Linked DNA regions of Ovis aries: regions 1 and 2 are each linked to region 3. Evidence: chromatin contacts called from public Hi-C data. All regions are on one chromosome and are shown on one strand. The core of a region is the stretch at or near the end of the contact, and the rest is flanking DNA. Distances in the headings are between cores, read along the strand shown. Region 1 has its middle 210 kb from the start of KRR1. Region 2 has its middle 47 kb from the start of KRR1. Region 3 holds the start of PHLDA1 (pleckstrin homology like domain family A member 1).

Region 1 (2,956 bases), core at 161-2,660, 320 kb after region 3:
TCACCTCTTAGAATAACTAAGATTAAAAAGAGAGAGTATCTGAATATTGGCAGATTCTTGAAAGAATGATCCAGTCGTTCAACTCCCAGGTATTCGCCCAGGAGAAATGAAGTCACATGTTCACAGAAAGGCTTGATGTTCTTAAACGTTCATGGAAGCTCTATCTATTGTTGTCCAAACTGGGAACAACTCAAATGTCTGTCAATAGACGAATGAATAATAAAGTGATCCATTTTATGGTATATCCTAAAATAAACACTGCGGCGGCTGCTGCTGAGTTGCTTCAGTCGTGTCCGACTCTGTGCGACCCCAGAGATGGCTGCCCACCAGGCTCCCCCGTCCCTGGGATTCTCCAGGCAAGAACACTGGAGTGGGTTGCCATTTCCTTCTCCAATGCATGAAAGTGGAAAGTGAACGTGAAGTCGCTCAGTCGTGTCCGACTCTTCGCGACTCCATGGACTGCAGCCTCCCCGGCTCCTCCGTCCATGGGATTTTCCAGGCAAGAGTACTGGAGTGGGGTGCCATTGCCTTCTCTGAAAATAAACACTACTCATTAATAAAAAAGGAAAGAAGCTAGGGAAAAAAAAAGAGTACATAGTGTATGATTTAATTTATTTAAAATTCTAGAAAATTAAAAATAACCTATAGGGACAGGAGGCAGACAAGTGACTGCCTGAATCTAGGGCAGAAGTGAGAGTGGCAGGTAAGGCTGATAGTGAAGGAGAAAAGGGAAGGGGCATAGGAAACTTTTGGGACACTGGATATACTCATAGTCTTGGTTGTACTGATGGCTTTTGGGTGTATACGTTATGTCAAAATTTAACAGACTCTACACTTCAAATATATGTCATTTATTGCATGTCAGTTATACATATGATAAAGCTATTTTTTAAAATCACCTTTTCCAAACTATGAACTGTATACTTTATGTAGAAGACTCCATAATCACTTAAAAATAAGATAAAATGGGAAATTATTTGTACCTCAATAATTGGTAAGAGAGGCCTTCCCTTCAAATCAAAATCCATGGTCTGGATCCTAGATCTTGGGGAGCTGAGAAAGGGTCAGAGGCATGGTCTCAAGGTTGCACCAGCTTAAGCTGCCTGTGAAGTCAGTGTGTGTGTGTTAGTCGCTCAGTCATGTCTGACTCTTTGCAACTCCATGGACTGCAGCCCTGCGGGCCCCTCTGTCCATGGAATTCTCCAGTACCCAGGAGGTAATTTCAGGGTCATTGGAAAGGGGATGGTCAGAGGGTAGAGAACTAAGCGAATGTGCCGGCAGTGGGGAAACAAGGACAGAATAGAGAAGAAAGGCAGAGTGTTGTGACTCCGAGAGGAACATTACTCAGGAAGCCACGTGGGCAGGACTAGGGTAGAGTCTGAAGCTCAGTGAGAGGAAGCCAAGGGGCAGAGGTGAAAAGAGGCAAATGCGGGCACAGGCGAAAGTATGAGCTTGCGGTGAATCAGCCCTTTTGGATTTCCCCTGGTCAATGTTTCATGAGTTTCACTGGTGTTAGGCAAAGTCTCAAAGCAAAAGAAATGCACTCACTCAACTGTTGTAAGACATTACATAATTAACAGCCATCATTGTCTTGTATGCGTTATGGAAATATCCAGGTTGAAACCCTTAATGAATGTGATGTAAAGAAAAGGAATCTACAATTTGTTTGTTTAAATGTGAGTGTAAGAAGGTATTCAGAAAGTGTGTTTTCAGGACTACCACAGGGCTCCATTAAGGAATTTCCATTGGTCTGGGCTATGAAATAGAGTTTTTATTCTAATATGCCAGATGGCACTTGGCAAAGGTGTGTATTTAGGTATGATATTTTATTAATAATGCTTTATATTTTCATAGCATTTTAGAGTTTATAAAATTCTTTCACGTGTGTTTTATCTTACTCATGTAGAATGTAGGGATTCCATTTTTTATTAGGATGATTAATTGCTACACTGATAAAGATTAATGTTATTAATATATACCAAATACTCTGTGAAGTAAATTTCAGGGTAGGCGAAATAATAAGGATTTATTGTGGGCCATTAGCTAAGTTTAGCAGAGAAGGCAATGGCACCCCACTCCAATACTCTTGCCTGGAAAATCCCATTGGTGGAGGAGCCTGGTAGGCTGCAGTCTATGGGGTTCCTAAGAGTCAGACATGACTGAGCGACTTCACTTTCACTTTTCACTTTCATGCATTGGAGAAGGAAATGGCAACCCACTCCAGTGTTCTTGCCTGGAGAATCCCAGGGACGGGGGAGCCTGGTGGGCTGCCGTCTATGGGGTCGCACAGAGCTGGACACGACTGAAGCGACTTAGTAGCAGCAGCAGCAGCAGCAGCAGCAGCAGCTAGGTTTAGAAATCATCAAAACAAAACTTTCAGTAGGCAATTTAGAAATAATTGAACCTATACGGCAACCACTAGCCATGTGTTTGTTTTCAATTGTGAATTATTAAAATTAGATAAAATTAAATATTCATTCCTCAGTCGTAGTACTCACATTTCATGTGCTGCTCAGTATGGCCAGTGGCTACCGTATTGGGTAGCACAAATGTGGACCATTTCCTCCTTTGCTGAAGTTCTACTGGACAGTGCTGATCTAGACAAATTCCCTTCTATTTTCAGTGGCTGAAAACACACTTACTTGAGTTTAATTGTAGGATTGAGGAATTTGAGATCCAAAGGGGTTAAATGATTTACACAAAGTCACACAAGAAAAGCCTGAAATGAACCCAGACCTCCTGACTTCTGTGCAGGTGATCATTTTAGCGACTCACTTACACTGCTCGCAAAATTCACACACGTTGATAGAAAGGAAAGTTGCCTCTAATCAGAATGCCAGCAATCTGGGGGGATGGTGGAGTTGGCATCCCTCCCAAATCCACTCCCTGATTCTGCTCGACCATGAATGTTTTAAAGGGAAGAAGAGAAGTCATCTCAGTGAATCATCAAGATGAG
Region 2 (2,827 bases), core at 312-2,811, 490 kb after region 3:
ATCAGCGCTCTGCACGCAGGTGGAGGTGGACAGAATTGGACTCATTTGTCTCTTTCTGTGAGAAGATAATCTCTTACTTTCTAGTGCAGCTTTTTTATTTTAGCCACTGTGAAATAAACTTCTTACAACCTAAGACATCTCCGAACTCCAGTTGTTGACAGGATTTATGAGACTCAGGTTTGCAGTAGACTCTGAGGCCCCTTTCCCTTCACACTTTGTGTTCACCCCAGTCATGCACAATCTTGCCAGGATCATCCTGAAGTCGGGGTGGTAGTTTTCATTTGTCCTAGCAAAAGTTGTTGTTATTCAGTTGCTAAGTCGTGTCCAACTCTTTGTGACCCCATGGACTGCAGCATGCCAGGCTCCTCTGTCCTTTGCTCTCTCAGTTTATTCCTTTAATTTTAATTGGCAATTTTACATATGTTCATACTTCTATATTTTATATTATCTCCTTTTTACAAAATACAAAGAATACTTTCTAGGAAATATTTCCATTTACAGATACTAAATTCATTATGAACATTGACTCCATGTTCATTCCTTGAGCCTTTCTTTATTCTGTATTCCTTCCTTCCTCCATTGCTTTTTCTTCTTAGCTAAACCATCAAATGACTCTCCTGCTATTCTACATTTTTGCTGATAAGCAGTTCCTACAATTAACAACCTTATCTTTCTCTGTGTGAGAAAAACAAATTTAATGCCTTTTAATAAGGAAGTTGGAAGGACAAGGAGACATTTTATTGCCATGTTGATTTTGATAAGACTGAAAATACCTGATGGGCTGGTGACTGCACAGAATAATTATACACTTGGTTTTTCATTCCTCTTTATATTGGTACTTCAATATTTCTTGTAGCTGTATTTCTGAAATAGCTAGCTATATAATGTAGAAATCATGAACAAACAGACCTCCCTGAGCGATGTGGTAGCCTTAAAGTCAGTTTTTCTTTGTATCTGATTCACATCTTGTGTTTGTTGCTCTCAGCTGACCAACCCCAGGGCTGAGAATCAGAAAACATGGTTCCAGCGCTTCTAAAAATTTGCTCTTGACTTAGGGAAAACAGCCTGATTTTTCTCTCCTTTTCTGTAAATCGGGAGTGTGTATGTATGTAAAAGATCTCTGAAATCTCTTCCAGGTCCAGCATTCTATAATTGCAGCTAATTCATTTCAAAAGGGAAAAAAAAAAAAAAAAAGCCTATTTCCAGAAAAAAGTCTGCTTTAAGGCTTTTAAAGTTAAAAACCATTTGAAATGTGGATAATAGAGCCTCCATTTATCTGGGGCTAAATGTTTGCACACCCAAAATGAAGGCTGAATAAAGCCTATTGCTTTGAAATGAGTGAAGTCTCTAAGATCGCAATGGGTCCCGAACAGAAAGACCTCTGTGAGGCTCATCAGAGTGGCTTCTACCCTTATTTCCTGTCCATCCACATGCTGAATCCTGTGACGTGGGTGTTTCTGTAATTTCATTCTACAAAGAGGAAAACTGTCGGTGTTGCAGAGAGTAGTTATTGCCTTGGGCAGGGCCGTCAGAGTCTACACAGCTCCCGGAGAGTGAATAAGAATCATCTTCCAGACTCTGGTGATTTTTGTTAACGATCTTCCTTGGGGTGTCTTCAGGACTGTTCCCTTTAAGTCAAGGGCAAACAATGAGAATGAACACATACTGTTCTCTGAATAAAAACTCTTCAGATAAACACAGAGCAGCTAGGGAAACAGAAGGTTAACCGGGTGTCAGGGTGCCTTCTCCATTAGGTTGGCAGCTCTTAGAGGGGAGGGCTTCTGCTTTATTGAATTTGGTGAATCAAGAAGTGCCCTCCAGCCCCACCCTTACACCTGAACTCTTTCCATTTTCACAGTGAAGTTGAGTATATTCATTTATCCTTCAGGGCAGGGAAAAGATTTAAAATTTGGAACCTCCTATAGGACCCAGCACTGCTCCAGGCTCTCCACAAATTGCTCATTCTGTGACTCTGTAAGCACTCAGTATCTACTTGCTGACAGTGAATCGCCTGGGCTGACCAGAAAAAAAATGAGGTGGTTTGGACTGGGAGCCCCTTGATAAACTGCTGATTTAGTCTCTCAGTGTATTCCTCCTGTCCCCCAACCTCACGAGATTGTTTTGAAAAGTAAGAATTCTCAGTGAATCCCTCAGGGTCCCAGTTATCTTCGCTAAAGCAGAGGTCAAGACCCGAGAACCGTGGGCTTTAATTATGGTTTAAGGAAACAATGCTTCCACTTTAACAGCCTTTCTAATTAGTGACACTCTGGAAGATTCAAGCAGGTAACCCAAGGTGTTCTTAGCAAATTTCCGCAGCTTTTAAATCCATCTTTGAATACCAACTCTGCCCTTTCAGCACTCATCCTTTTTTCAAAGGGCAAAGATTAACCATTACATAATAGTATGTATTTTTTGAGCTTGTATTTTGCACCATACACCCTGTGTAACCATTATACTGACAAAAGAAAAAAGATGCTTATTGAACTAAGTTGTTCATTCCAGTAAATTCTAATGATAATCAAACCAAAGCAACAGAGATTATTTTTCTGAGCATTTGGTCGCAATATTCCATCTTTAAGAGTTTATCATAAAAGGATTTCACTTACATTTATAAAGATGTCTTCTTCCATTTATCCTTTGATGATTCAGAGTATTAAATTTTACTAGCGTTTCTCTTTCTCCAAGCTCAGCAAGTTAAGACAGCATCATCATTGATTTCTGCGTCATGTTAGAGCAAACATATTTCTTTCTCCTTTTTCCTTCAAAGAAATAAAATCTTTATGTGCTCTCTGCGTGGGTTAGGGGAAGTAACAATACTAGGGTTTGT
Region 3 (2,965 bases), core at 317-2,816:
ATTCTTTGGAATGCTCACTTGTCCTGCAAAGGCAGGGGGAAAACAGATACCAGGTGTAGTGTTTGTCATTGTTACACAGAATTGTTTTACTAGAGATCTTTACATGATTTTAATCGCCTTTCTCCTACCAAGACTGCTCATCTATCAACAGTGTGAAGGCCCTGAGGATGCTAAGTGCAGTTCAGTGGGTGTCAGGACTGCGCTGGAATTGTTTTCTGTGCTGAAACGTTCCTTCCATCAAGATTCGGGACCCTCCCGTGATTAAAAGTTATCCTTTGTTCTCGATTACCTTGGGATGAACCTCGAATTTCTTAAGCGTGACACAAAGAATTTGACTCTTGAGGGGTTCTCCAAGCTCATGTGTCGCTTCTTCCCCCTTGAATTCTTTGTTCCAGCCAGATGACAGACACTACGGATGAACTCAGCTCTCCTTCCTTCTTGGGCACAAGTAGCACCCTTTCCTGGTACCCTGGCCGACTCCGACTTGTCCATCCCTCATTTCTTTCTTTTGTGTAATTCATATTTTTCAGGGTGGGTATATAGTTGGGATTCTCTAGTACATTTCCTTAAGAGGTTTGGTTTCGGTTTATGCTCTTTAATCTTTGTTTCCCAGAGTTTCTATAGAAATTGCTTAAATGGAGTAGGAGGGAGCTAGGGGCGAGCACAGAATGACCTTCCCCAGGGTTACAGATAAGTGAGATTAGGAGAGATATGACCTGTTGGGCGTTTGCAAAGGGACGGGTCCGCGGAGGCCAACCCACCCTTCGGAGGTTAACCCACCCTTCTGAGGTTAAAGTGCGGAATCTCAGAACCGGATGTTACCGCAATTTGCAGTTACTCTTGTAAGAGACTGCAGGCTGTACGGATGGGTCAAGAGGAAGCCTAAGGGCTTGTGTCACGTAAGATAAGGAGTGCTTGCGCTCCAGGCTCGAAAAAAGGAAGGCGAAATGTCATTTCTAGTGGGTTCCCTTCTATCCACTCCAAAAGGGACAGACGGTTGCTCTTAACAATCGCGCGCTCTAAGAAGAGCTGGGTAGTGGCCGTAAGCGAGTGTGAGTGTAAAGACACCATTTCCTCTCGCCCTTTGCGCACTAAGATGTCTACGTGGGGTCCGGGGGAGGCACAGTTCGCGGGACTCCGCGGCGTGCGAACCTCAGCCCCAGTTCCTCGCTGGCCCAGGCCTGGAGCGGGCTCTGCGAGATTTCGGAACCCAGCGCGAGTCCTCAGGGCGAGTTCCGGAGCGCAGAGGGTCCGCCTGGCGTGCCTGGCGGTCTGGCAACTGCGCCCACCTGGGCAGTCCCGTGCCCACCCGAGGCTCTCCGCAGAGAGCCCCGCCGGGCGGAGAGGCGCGACGGCTGGAGATGGCCTCTCGGCGCCCTCTGCGCGTCGGCATTCTTCGCCCGGCAGTCGGGGCGCCCTCAGCCGCGGCCCCGGGCGGAGGAGACGAGTTTCCGGGGCTCGCGTCCCGGCCGCCAGCCTGGGGAAGGAGCGCGGAAGCGAGTGGGCGGCGGGAGGCGGGGCGCGGGGCGCGGGGGGCGTGGACCGGCCGGCTTTGGAAAGGCCCCAAGTGAATGAGGCGCGCGCCGGCGGCAGAGCGCCTCTCCAAGCTGGGCTTTCCCCCGCGGCGCGGGCGCCAGGAGCCGCCTTTTCCGCTGGGTGTCACTCGGGGGTGGGGGATATGGCCCATTCAAAAGCGCCGCGAGGGGGCCCGGCCAGTGCCCTTCAGTGAGCGCTCGCAAGAGGACGGCGGAGCCCCGGCGGCTCGCAGCTCCGGGACCTTGTGGCGCATCAGGACGCGGCTGCCCTGCTGCCCGGACCCCGAGCCGCCGCCGCCGCCGCCGCCGCCCTGCTTTCTGCGCGTTAGCCTCCTCTGCGCGCTCCGGCCCGGAGGCCGCGGGAGCCGTTGGGGCGAGGACGGCGCGCGGCTGCTGCTGCTGCCCCCGACCCGGGCGGCTGGAAGCGGAGAGGCCGAGCCGAGCGGCGGCGCCCCCTATGCCGGGAGGATGTTGGAGAGCAGCGGCTGCAAGGCGCTGAAGGAGGGCGTGTTGGAGAAGCGCAGCGACGGGCTGCTGCAGCTCTGGAAGAAGAAGTGCTGCATCCTCACCGAGGAGGGGCTGCTGCTCATCCCACCCAAACAGCTGCAACACCACCAGCAGCAGCAGCAGCAGCAACAGCAGCCCGGGCAGGGTTCGGTCGAGCCGTCCCAACCCGGAGGCCCCGCCGTGGCCAGCCTCGAGCCGCCGGTCAAGCTCAAGGAATTGCACTTTTCCAACATGAAGACCGTGGACTGCGTGGAGCGCAAGGGCAAGTACATGTACTTCACCGTGGTGATGGCTGAGGGCAAGGAGATCGACTTTCGGTGCCCGCAGGACCAGGGCTGGAACGCCGAGATCACGTTGCAGATGGTGCAGTACAAGAATCGCCAGGCCATCCTGGCGGTCAAGTCCACGCGGCAGAAGCAACAGCACTTGGTCCAGCAACAGCCTCCGCAGCCGCAGCCGCTTCAGCCCCAAAGCCAAGCCCAGCCGCAGCCTCAGTCCCAAGCCCAGCCGCAGCCCCAACCCAAACCGCAGCCCCAGCCCAAACCCCAGGCTCAGCCGAAGCCGCAGCCGCAGCCGCTTCATCCGTACCCGCATTCGCACCCTCACCCGCACCCGCACCCGCACGCGCACCCACTACCGCACCCGCACCCACCGCCGCTCTCGCAGGCGCACGGCCACCGGCTCCTCCGCAGCACCTCCAACTCGGCCTGAAGAGGGCAGCACCCGGCCCGAACGCGGTAAGGTCGGCGCGGGTCCGGGGAGCGGCTCTGGGGGTGTCAGAGCCGGAAGCCTGCTCACGGGTTCGGCTCTTGGGTGGGCAAGGGAGCAATGAACCTGGGTTTCTGGGAGGTGGAGAGAAGGGCACAGGCTGCAGGCAGCAGAGGCCGGGCGGGGAGGGCAGGCTGAGGAACGCGCGCTGGGCG

What was found. A called contact is a pair of places that touch in the nucleus more often than the background predicts.
Region 1: a contact with region 3 is called in a Hi-C map of liver, with 3 times the contacts expected there. The contact joins the enhancer-like site here to the promoter of PHLDA1 in region 3. A contact is called at or near these places in 2 of 16 Hi-C or Micro-C datasets (liver and tail adipose tissue).
Region 2: a contact with region 3 is called in a Hi-C map of hypothalamus, with 5 times the contacts expected there. The contact joins the enhancer-like site here to the promoter of PHLDA1 in region 3. A contact is called at or near these places in 12 of 16 Hi-C or Micro-C datasets (blood, hypothalamus, liver and 6 more).

What each region holds. Positions count from the first base shown.
Region 1 is chr3:111,747,720-111,750,675 of ARS-UI_Ramb_v3.0, reverse strand. No RefSeq gene overlaps it. Among named protein-coding and RNA genes, the nearest start is that of KRR1, 210 kb to the right of the region's middle. Within about 2 kb of position 1,410, at least 3 of the 54 cell types and tissues checked have an H3K27ac peak or open chromatin away from gene starts, as enhancers often do. A contact at or near this core is called in liver, where this site is marked.
Region 2 is chr3:111,580,620-111,583,446 of ARS-UI_Ramb_v3.0, reverse strand. No RefSeq gene overlaps it. Among named protein-coding and RNA genes, the nearest start is that of KRR1, 47 kb to the right of the region's middle. Within about 2 kb of position 1,561, at least 5 of the 54 cell types and tissues checked have an H3K27ac peak or open chromatin away from gene starts, as enhancers often do. A contact at or near this core is called in hypothalamus, where this site is marked.
Region 3 is chr3:112,065,999-112,068,963 of ARS-UI_Ramb_v3.0, reverse strand. PHLDA1 (pleckstrin homology like domain family A member 1) reads left to right here and starts at 1,566. Exons shown (of 2, transcript XM_012173944.4): 1 at 1,566-2,779. The coding sequence starts at 1,572. The coding sequence ends at 2,753.